2 separate regions of the Mus musculus genome follow, and region 2 is linked to region 1. A link is a contact called in public HiCAR-type data. All regions are on one chromosome and are shown on one strand. The core of a region is the stretch at or near the end of the contact, and the rest is flanking DNA. Distances in the headings are between cores, read along the strand shown.

The links. HiCAR-type assays count read pairs that join an accessible place to other places.
Region 2: a contact with region 1 is called in a HiCAR-type map of astrocytes, with 3 times the contacts expected there. The contact joins the promoter of Mt3 here to the enhancer-like site in region 1. A contact is called at or near these places in 2 of 39 promoter capture datasets (the 3T3-L1 cell line and cranial neural crest) and 1 of 115 datasets of contacts at active chromatin or transcription factors (astrocytes).

What each region holds. Positions count from the first base shown.
Region 1 is chr8:93,566,521-93,572,101 of GRCm38.p6, reverse strand. Gm26843 (a long non-coding RNA gene) reads left to right here. Exons shown (of 10, transcript XR_003947433.1): 10 at 4,642-5,581. Among named protein-coding and RNA genes, the nearest start is that of Ces5a, 33 kb to the right of the region's middle. Within about 2 kb of position 2,326, at least 115 of the 459 cell types and tissues checked have an H3K27ac peak or open chromatin away from gene starts, as enhancers often do. A contact at or near this core is called in astrocytes, where this site is marked.
Region 2 is chr8:94,150,262-94,155,842 of GRCm38.p6, reverse strand. It overlaps Mt3 (metallothionein 3), which reads right to left and starts at 3,236. Exons shown (of 3, transcript NM_013603.2): 1 at 3,013-3,236; 2 at 2,753-2,818; 3 at 1,695-1,942. The coding sequence starts at 3,043. The coding sequence ends at 1,833.

The DNA of each region.
Region 1 (5,581 bases), core at 1,077-3,576:
GGTGGGTCAGGGGATTGGGGGAAGGCCCACGATGGGCTTTCAGCTGAAGCAGGCTTTTTTTTTTCTTGTTCCCTCCAGACTTTTAATTTGGAAATAATTTGAGATTTACACAAGAGTAGCAATCCTAGCACAGCAAGTCCCCATAACCTTCCCTGAGCTTTTGCTGATGCTCACGTCTTATGTAACTACGGAACAGCGATCAAAGCAAAGAAATTAACATGGGCACAATCCCATTAACTAAGCTACTGATGTGTTTTGGATTTCACCCAGTTTCTCACTAAGATCTTTTTTTTCCTCCGGCTCTAGGATCCAGGCCAGGACCTCACATTCCACAGCGGCCTTTTGTGATCTTGATTCCCCAGGGAGAACAGTTCCTCCCCAGTCCCCAAGCCAGTGGCTCTCATACATCATAATTGTACCAGCGATTTTGCTTAAAGGGCACATCCTTCAGTAGACATTCCGATTCGGGAAGTCTCTGCTACAGGCTTGGCATCCTTACCCTTAACAAGCAGCCCACAGAGAGATGCCGACCCTGCCCTACCCCCAAGCACAGTCATCTTGTCTCAGGGTTCTTCCATTTCTTTGCCAATTCACTTGTCACCAGCACCATGTGGTGTCTCTCATCTTTTGGCTTAGCCTTAGGATAAAGCTGTGTTCTCTCCAGCCATCACCCCTAGCCAGATCTGTAGGGAAGGGGCTCAGATTGCATGCATTTCTCCCCTTTCCACCACTGAGGTGGTTAACAGTTGGCCTGAGCAAAATCCCCATGCAAGTTCTCCTTCGAGAGGCCAGCGACTGGGACCTCTGTGCCTGGGCAGAAATCTTGATGTTGTCCTTTAATCCATAGAACAACCCTGCAAGGAGATCAGGGTTCTTTTCATTTTATAGAGCAGAACTAGGAAAGAAAATGTAAGAGGCATGTTTAAATTTGGACTTCAGGTGATATGGTACTGGAATATATTTTAATATTTTTACTCACACTGGAAGGTCAAATGTAGCCAAAGCTCCTATTTTTATCTTCAGTCTCAATTAAGCAATGGCCTGTGGCTGGAGAGACTGTAGACTCAGATATGGGCATGCCACTAAAGGAGGTAGCAAGAGGTACCCCAGTGCTTAACTGCCCAGTGCCTATCTTACCTGGGAGGCCACAAGAAACAGGAGGATCATGTGTAGTTGTCCCTTACCGTGTCTCCAGGGTAGGGACAATAGGGCAGCAGGGACTTAATAAATAATTGCTGCATGAATAAGTGGTCACACGCGTGAGTGCTTATACAAGCAAATGTATGAATAGAATGGTTATGAGCATGAATGTATATATGAGTGTATAAAGAATCACATGCATGTATGTAATGTATGAATGGCCACAGGCATTATACACATACCATGAACGTGTACAAATGAATGGCCACGGACATGAGTGTGTAAGCGAGTAACTAGTATATGTGTATGTGTGTGTGTGTGTGTGTGTATGTGTGTGTGTGTGTGTATAATTAGTATATCAATGGGTGACTACAGATATGAGTGTGCGAGTGAGTGTATAAAAGAGGGCTCCATGCATAAATGTATAGACGAACAGTTAATAAGTAAATGCTATGCACATGCTCAGAAGGACTGGCTTCTGCACTGATGGTGGTTAAACAGTTAGGCTGGTTAGGAGCTGGAGGTCTCCTGTCTCCAGAGACTGCACCCCATGAGCATGGGCTATGAGCCAGTTCCTCATCTTCATGCTTAGCACCTCTGCTTCCTCTGCTGTGAAACTGTGTCTCCCCCGTAGCTAAGTTTCTCTGGTTTATGATCTTGCTTCCTTAACCCCACCCTCTTGAATAGGTTAAAAATAGAGCTGAATGAGGCTCGCTGCTGGCTCCTAGATATTTCTTCCCACTCTGCTATTTCTTCTCTCCTTTCTTCCTCCCATCTCTCCTATCCCATGACAGTGTTCTGAGCACCCCTTTTGTGCTTGGCCTTTCAGTTTTGTTTATTTCATTTTGCTTTTTGTTGTCGTTGTTGTTTTCCTTGAACGCCCCCTTCCACACTGTCAGATGGAACCAGAAGCCTGGAGGGACTGGTATACTGCGGTTCCTCGCAGACAAGGGAGGACGTTGGGAGCGCCTTGTATCTTTTAAAATAGACCTGTTGTCGTCGTTGTAGTCGTTGTTGGAATGTATTTTTAGCCCTGTGAGAGATTGGCATGCTCTCTCTACCACCATCTGCCAAAGGCAGTTGCTAAGCAACTGACACTGACGACAGCAAGGGGAGGATCTGGGGACTCTAGTGGCTCAGTCCTGCTGCACTGTTTAGTTCTTATGTGACAACAGTCGGGCCCAAGAGAATAAACACTCCTAACCTGGGAGAGTACAATTCAATTCAGTTCAAAGTTCCTGAGCTGAGCCCAGAGGGGACTGCCCAGGCAACAAGGACAGTGGGAACCAATGTCTTTTTGTTGTCCAGGCAACAAAGACAGTGGGTACTGATGTCTTTTTGGTGGGTAGGGCTTTTATTTAGAAAGGTCAGGTGCTGTTGCACTCACTGAGCAGATATAGCACAGCCACAGCACAGCAGGGATGGGCCTGAGCTGGACATGGGCTATTGGCAAACGGTCAGTCTAGAGCAGGAACCCTGGAATGAAGCAGGAGGCAGATGGCTGGGGTTCCTGGGCTCTCGCCCAACTTGGTTTATATTTCTCTGTCTGAGTTGTCTGCCTTTCTCTGGACTCTAGTTGTCTCCTATCCAAAGTTAGGGTGTCAAACCATGTAGAACACAATCATATAAAGGAAGGCAAAACAATCACAGTACAGGTATCTGTCACTAGGACTTGGCATTGGATCTTCCCTCTGCCTCTTATGGCTTGTGAGTGAGTTCAGGGACGCCTCAGAGACACAGTCTCTTTTGTGAAAGACAGACTTGTTCTTATCGTTCTTTGAGAATTCAGAAAATAGTACTTTGATTTAAGTGTGTACTGCAACACAGAAAATAGGTAGATATCAATAAATGTCAAAGCAGAGAAGGTAAGCTTTCTGTAACCACTTATCCTCTGTCTTATTAACATACTTGAACCTGGGCATGACTCCAGCCTTCCGTGTAACAAAATTCCCACCAAAGACAGCTGAAGAAATGAGAAGGGTACCCCTGCTATCTCATGCACTTTCAGGAAATTGCTTCTCTTAGAGTTTCTTGTAACCCAGGGCATAGCTCTGCCTGGGACACCCATTGACGAAACAAAGTGGAAGGCAGTGCTAGGGACACGGATGAGATGGCAGAGCAAGAAGATGGCAGGAACCTGGGCTGTGCTGGACTTAGTTCAACTCTCTCAACCCATGTAGGATGAAGGGAAAGTGTGTTTTGTGAGGGGTCTGAGCACTGGTGGGTTATCAGGTAGGTACCACAATGGATGGGCAGAGGTGTGTTCTATAGGGAATCTCTGGGAATAGGGAAGCACCTGGCTCTAATTGCTGCCTAAGGGGTGAGAGAGGAAACTGAAGCAATCCTACCCTACCACTCATCAGTTCCTGGGAGTATCTGTACCCTGCAACTTCTAGTCTTCTGTATGCTATGGGCAGAGTGAATGCCAGTAGCCCAAAGTCACACCCTTAGGAATCTCCCAGCCTATAGAGTCCTTCGATTTTTAGTATGGTGACACAGAGCTCATAGAAACAATCAGCTTGCTCAGAAACTAGAAGACATAACAGAATCCATATTTCCTGACCTCCAGGTGATCAGTGCAGCCAACATAGAGGTTAGTGGGTCCACAGGATACCCGTGATGCCTTTCACTTTCCTTGAGAAACCGATAGCTGCTCTCTGTTCTACCCCAGTGCTCTTCCCACTCATCCTGGTACCTGGATGCTCCACTGGTTGTTTGATTTGGTTTAATTTCCAGGCACAGGTTGGTGTGATGATTGGAAGAGGGTTGAACTCAGTCAGGAGGCTTGCCTCCATATTTGCTGTTCTGTTTCATGGGAAAGGGCCTGTAGTTAAAGACTCTTGGTATTCACAGCTTTCAGCTTTGCCTGCTTCCCCCTGTAGGTTGAGACATGTAAGAAAGTGTGAAGGCACTTCAGGTAGGCTCCCCAGTTGCCTGTCATCCTCAGCATGGAATGGAAGTGGAGGGCAGTGGCTCTCATAGGTGAGAGGACAATGTAGCTTTAAAATAAACTCAGTCAAATGAAAACTGCTCTTTCAACTTGGTTAGAATCCAAACATCCCTCTACTTCCTCTCCTAGGAAGACCTGGGATGAGTGCTTCACCTTTCCATGTGCCGTAGGAGAAACTGGAATGGTACAGGCCTACTAACTTGCCCGAGGTCACTTGCTAGCCTGTGCCAGAACAGTAGATAGACTTGACACTGGCTCTGCCTCTCAGCCCTCCCGATGCTTCTCTCAAGGCTAAGATCTGCCCTACTACTCCCAAGCTGGTCCACCTAGTGAGTAGTTTATGTCAACACCCTTGTGAGGCTGATTTGGGGACATTCCTCAGCTCCCACGGCACAGCCCAATCACATCCCATTGCTGGTTTTCCTTCATGAGCCTGTGGTTTCTTTCAAAGGAGCAAAGCCCCACTCTCTTATTTTTGTTCCCGCTAATATAAGCAGCAGACATAAAGGAACTACATTTTCAACCTCAAGTTTTCTTTTCCCTCCCTCTAGGGTCTTGAGCAGATTAAGATGAAACAGACGGGCATTACATGGAAGCTTCTTTCAGCCCCCACCAGCTTTCATTGCTGACCATCCTGTTCCTGACTGTGCTGTGTAGGAGAATCCAGACATTGTGTACAGCTGCATCTCAGCGTGGCCCGTTTTGGCTGGAATTCAAGGAGTAATTACAGCCAAATGAGTATTATTACAACCCACGTCAATCAGCGCAGCCTTCTCCTCGAATGCTCTCATAAAGAAACAGGGACGCTCTCTGAAAGATGCTGTCTGGTTTAAGCCCAGTGTCTTTCTGGGGACCAGGATGTGTGTGCTTTTCCAGAGGGAAACCAGCGCTGATCGTCTGTCACCAAGTCTGAAGAGTATAACCTGTATGATCTGAGACTGTAGGTCCCCAGAGTTAGGCAGACCCCAATTCAGATCCCACATGCTACTTCCTCTCTCTGTGAACCTACACACGGGCTTAACCTCTCCACATCTCCATGTTCTGATGAGTGATGCGAGACTTCAGGGATTCAGCAAGATAGAGTGTTTAAAGTGCCAAAAGAGATCTATGGTGATTTGTTAATGGAACTTCCTTTCCTCCTCATTCAGCAATTAATCACCAGCTCTTTGTCCTCGGCTGGAGGTGTGGCTTTGCATCAGCAGGTGGATGCTAAGCTACACATTTGTCTACATTTTAGGCCTCCTTTGGAACCCAAAAGCAATGTGTGCAGGGAGGTTATCCTGGAGAGACTGGAGTGTGAGGACGAGTCACACTGATTCTGTAGGGGGCTGGGATGTCGTGGGAAAAAGGGCAGGAGCAATGGGAATTGGAAGACACCTCCACACACACAACCATGAAGTTCCACCAACTTTAGAACACTACTTTGGGAGGAATCATGGGTGGTGAGGGAAAGACCTTGTCCCTGTAGAAATTTAGTGGAGAAGAGCTCTT
Region 2 (5,581 bases), core at 1,987-4,486, 580 kb before region 1:
AGAGATTCTGTCTCAAAATACCAAGGCCTATGGAACCTGAGGACGACACATCTGGCCTTCACATGCATATGCACCCGCACACACACACACACACACACACACACACACACACACACACACGCACACACACTTTAATATTTGAGACACAGTATTACTGCATAGTCCTGGCTGGCCTTGAACTTCTTAACCTCTTGCTTCAGCCTCCAAATGTGGGTATGTGCCACCACACTTGGTGATCTTTTATTTTAAAATGTAGTTATACCCCAAAGTAACAAATACTCTCCTATATTTTCCTCTCCCACATCTTTCCTGCTTTTGTCTCTGTGTTTATAGAAGTTGAGGGTTTTTCTTTCCTTTCTTTCTTTTTTTTTGATACACAAAGGGAAGCCAATTATTTTAATAACCATGCCCTAACTAGTGAGTGTCTCTTTCCCCACTGATTTTTTTCTTGGACCTCTGACTATGCAGGGGTCTGGTTTTGTTTGAATTTACTTCTATTTGTCTGTGTTTGTGTGTGTTTATGCATAAATGCATTTGTATGTGTGTGTTTTATGAGTGTATGTGTATGTATGCAGGTATGTTGTGTGTGTTTATGTGTTTGTGTGTTTATTTGTTTATGTATATGTGTTTGTGTGTATTAATGCACGCATGCATATGTATGTATGTGTGATTATGCACATTCTGTGGTGATTGTGTTAAAGTTAGAGGACAACTTCTCTTTCTACTATGTGGGTTCTGGGGATTGAACAAGTGCCTTTACCCACTGAGCCACCTCATCATCCCAAGGGTCTGTTTTTGGGTTTTCTGTGTCTAGAGCCTGTATAGTCACTTCCCAGTACTTTGGAACTAGAAGGCTTCAGGCTGGAGAGAGCTTCTTACAGCTCCTTTTCAAAGCTGACCTTAAAACTTCTTAAAACTCAGCCTATTAGAGTGAGAAACAATGGTTGTGGTGAGCTTTTGAGTGGAATGTCCGGAATGGAGGAAAGCTGATGTGTTTACAATAACCCTGTAGCCCCTTACACGGTAGCTCCAGCCTTCCCACAGTCCATTTCTCCTGTTTCTGGCAGCTCTGATGGGGCTGAGAGTTCTCTTTATTAAGGACTGACGGTTTCTTTAACTAAGGAAACAAGCAAGCCCTTATTACTGTTCTTTTCCTTGGGAAGTGGGGTGCGGAGTTGTAGACCAATTGCCAAACCAAATTGACTTTGAAAAGGGGCTGAGCAATCTGTGTTGGGGGAGACAAGCTGGCTACGGAAGGAGGTGACCTTGGAGACACAGTTCTGCCAAGATAAAGTCCGGGGTAGCCTGGATTCTCCTCCAGTATATAAAAGCTGGCAGTTTTTGGAGGAACAACTAGAACATTACAGAAATCACAAGCGTTTGGTGCCAGAGTCTGATTTTAATTCCCTGTAGCCCCTCTATACAGATGATAAAGGTTTCTAGGTTGGGCAGATAAACCTCTATGGGCCTGACCTGCCATCTTCCCTCTCTGAGCTTAGGTGGACTTCAGAGGAGAATGGAGTGTCACATGACGGTATCTGTGTGTGTGCACATGTGTGTGAGCACATGCACGTCTGTACTGTCTCCAGGGCTCTGTCCCGGTCCCAAACAGGTGGGAAGCCTAAATCTCCGGCTTGAGTGGCCTCCCCCACCCTTCCACATCCTTCGCACTTGAAAAAGAGACCAGTCTTGGGTTCATGTTGTGCATGGGATTTATTCACACCCCGGAGCAGGCAGCCGGCGGGGGGGGGGGGGGGGGGGAAGACAACAGTTGTGCCCCACCAGGGACACCCAGCACTATTTACATAGGCTGTGTGGGAGGGTCTGGGTCCTCACTGGCAGCAGCTGCATTTCTCGGCCTCTGCCTTGGCCCCCTCTTCACCTTTGCACACACAGTCCTTGGCACACTTCTCACATCCGGCAGGGCAGCAGGAGCAGCAGCCTGTAGATAAAATGTGTGTGTGTGTGCGCGGGCGCACATATGTGCCCAGTCTGATGTCGGCATCTGTCTCCATCAAAGGGCAGAGGAAAGCAGTATGGGAGGCTGGACAGTCATCAGGCTTTGCCCAGGACAGGTGGCTCTCCCTTCATACTGCCACATCAGGTCTGACTCAGCATCCATGGTACTGCAGTGACTGCCGGGCCTCTGTAGAGAGTCACCCTATAACTAGCACACAGCTCTTTGGGTGGGTGCTAGGGAATTCCCTGGGAATGCTGGGCTCAGGCCTGGGCCAGAGGGAGAGTTAGGTCTGGTGGAAAAGGCAAGCCAATGTAAAAGGTACTGAGACGGAATTGCAGCAGGGAAGGGGCAGGGATAATGTCGAGGCCAGCACATCCGTGAGATCTATGCATAGCCACACTCGAGAAGAAGAAAGCGCTGGTCCTACCTCTACACCTCACCCCAAGCATATTACATCGCTGAAATCTGGAAAGAGCAGATTGAGGAGACCCCACAAAGCCTAAGAAGGGCCAAGGCACTACAACTTTAAAGCTGACCCCCCCATTCTTCCTTGGGGATCCTCGGGCTCTGGAAAAATCGAAGAGTGGGGCTCAGCTTTCAAAGCGGCTATCTTAATAGCTTCCGGAAATTCATCAAAATATCCCCCTTACATTGGGTTAATTAACATTGGTTGTAATAGCCTCGGTATCTGAAGGTCTGCAGCAGGAAGCTTTGCTTCATAGTGTCTGGTGGGGGTGGGGTGGGCGCGGCGGGAGGTTATGGCAGGGGTTGGGGGTGGGGGGGTGCACTCACTCTTCTTGCAGTTCGTGCATTTGCAGCCCTTGCACTTGCATTTGTCCGAGCAGGTGCAGGAACCACCTAAGAGAGCACACGAAGAATTATACTAGGGAAACCTGGCGTCCCCATGCCTAAATGAAGATTATCATCATCACAGGGTTAAAGATGGGGGTAGGGGGAAGGGACTCCTCCCCCAAATGTCCTTGAGTGAAGACAGAGGAGTGGGTTCTTTGCCAGGAAAGGGCAAAGTGCTGCAGGAGGGGGAAGGGGCTCACCAGTAGGACAGGGGCAGGTCTCAGGGTCCATATCCAGTCCAGCAGCCGCCGTAGCTTGGTTCCTCCCGGCAAGCGGATGCGCTACGTAGCCAGGGCAGCAGGTGGCAAGGCTTTTATAGCCCCAGGCGGGGGCGCGCAAGCAGCGACTTGGCGCCCGCCCCTATGCACGCACAGCGCCTGCTCTCCGTGTGTGTGCACTGCTGTCCCGAGTCTCCACTGAGTGTAGGACCAAAGTAGCCTGTCCGCTGTCCACTCCTTGCCACTGCAGCCGTCTCCCTGAAGGTGCCTGCGCAGTACCATCTTTGCAAGTTGAGAGAGACAAATTAGTATTGCCCCTTCCCGTAGGTTCTTCTCCCTCTTCTCCCAGATTGTCTTGATCAGTTTGGTCCAAACGGGATGCTGAGCAGTGAGCCTGCTGCTGATCATCTCAGCAGCAGCAGCAGCAGCAGCAGCAGCAGCAGCAAAGATGCTCCCAAGATGCTTGAAGAAGGCTAGAAAGGGGAGACCTGACAGATCCTACCTGACACCTGCAGTTTGGTGGGAAGACTCGTGGCCTTTTCTGTCCCAATATTTCCTATAAAGCCCTTCTACAGGACCCTGAGCACCTCCTTAGCCCAGATAAATTTTACAGAGACACCCACTAGGGACCACCATTCTCTGTTTGGAGGTAGTTCGAGGTTGCTTCTCTTTGTTATTGAGACAGAGTCTTAGGTAGTCCAGTCTAGTCTTTTTTTTTATGTAACCAAGGAATTATACAAATTGTTTTGCAGCCAAGGAAGACCTAAACTCTTAATCCCTTCTGTATCCACCTGCCAGCTGCTGGGATCAAAGGTGCACACCACCGATGCTAGCTTTATTTTTTATTTATTTTGTTTAACTTATTTTTGAGATGGGAGTATCTCAAACTCTTAATCCTCTTGTAGCCCAAGCTGGCTGCTTTGAACTCAGGGTTCTCCTGTCTCAATCTCTTGAGTGCTGGGATAATGAATGTGCAACACCATACTTGGCCTCAGGGTTAGGCTGTCAGGGGTGGGATGGGGTGGGATGCCCTGGGACGAGGTGGGATGCAGTGGTGAGATACCCAGCCCTACTCTAATCGTCCATCAGACAGAACTGAGCTTCTATTCCAAATCTGAGCTGAACAAGTGGACTTCAAAATGGCTTGGCCAAGGAGGGGTGTGTTGGGGTATGTGACGGTGCACATGCAGGTACAGACCAGAGGACGACATTGGTGTCCTCTATCACCCTTTGCCTCACTGCCTCGAGATGGAGTCTCTGGCTGAACTGGATGCTTGCTGGTCAGCAAGGGTGGCAGGCTGGGGGTTCCCTGTCTTGCTCCCCCTCTCCCGGTGCTGCGGTACTAAGCATGTGCAGTTGTGCCTGACTTTCATGTGGATGCTGAACATCAGAACTCAGCTCCTCATGCTTGCATAGCAAGTGTACGTACCAACCGGGTTCTTTCCCCAGCCACCCAGGGTTTTCCTTTGTAGACCCAATACCCGTGATCCTTGAGGTTAAGTTTCAGTGGAGTTAAAAAACAAGGAAGAAAAGAAGAAAGGAGGAGAGGATGAGAAGGACCAGGAGAGGAGATGGAGTCTCCCTCCTGTGCCATTGAGCTTGAAGCTGGGGCTCATTCTAATGGTGGTGCCGAGTCATTCTAACAGTGCTGAGTCATTCAGATCTCAGGCCCCAGCGACTCTAGCTCTGGCTTTGAGTTTGTTTCCATTCGCCCTGCATGTGCTCCGGCCTCACACTTCTTCTTTGCTTTAGGCCTTGGACCTCCAGGGCTTATACAGCTTGCTTGATTAGGCAAGACTTACTGTCCAACAAGCCTTAGGGGCCCTCCGGTCTCCAGTACCTCAAGGCTGAAATGACAGAAGCATACTGTCACCTTTGGCTTTTTAATGTCAGTGCTTGGGATTGAATGCAGGTCCTTAAGCTTGCATGGAAAGCATTTTGCCAACTGAAACACCTCCCCAGCCCTGTGCAGTTTCTTTTTAAATGCCTTGCTTTGGGTCTCATTTTACAATGCTGAGAATGAAATCCAAGACCTCAAACCAAGTGAGCACTGTACCACTGAGCTAACCCACCGCCCCCGCGCCACCCCCCCCCCCGCCCCCAGCCCCCACCCTACTCAGGATTCAAATACAGATCTCAGTACCCAGTACTCCTAACTCCTCACCTCTGTCTTTCCTTTCGTCCTGGCTTTTGACACCTTCTAACAAATGCATGACTCACTCAACTGTCAAATTATCTGTGCCTCTTGTAACCCCCAACCTGAGCTGGTAACAGCGGCCATCTTTGTTTCTGTCCACTGATGTGTCAAAGAGCCTATGCTCCTGTCTGGTACCAAGTCCCATCCTGAACACACTTAGTTAATAAGGAAAGGAATGGAAGAAGCCTTTGCTGATTGGGTTCGTTTGTCCTGTGACTCTAGAACTCACTAGACATGTTGGTAGCTTGTGTTGCTTAAGGGAAAGTGGTAATAATATGCGTCACTACTTTATAGATTCCTGGGGACTTTAAGTGGGGTGGCAGAGCTCCAAGCCACACTGGCTCTGACCAGTTA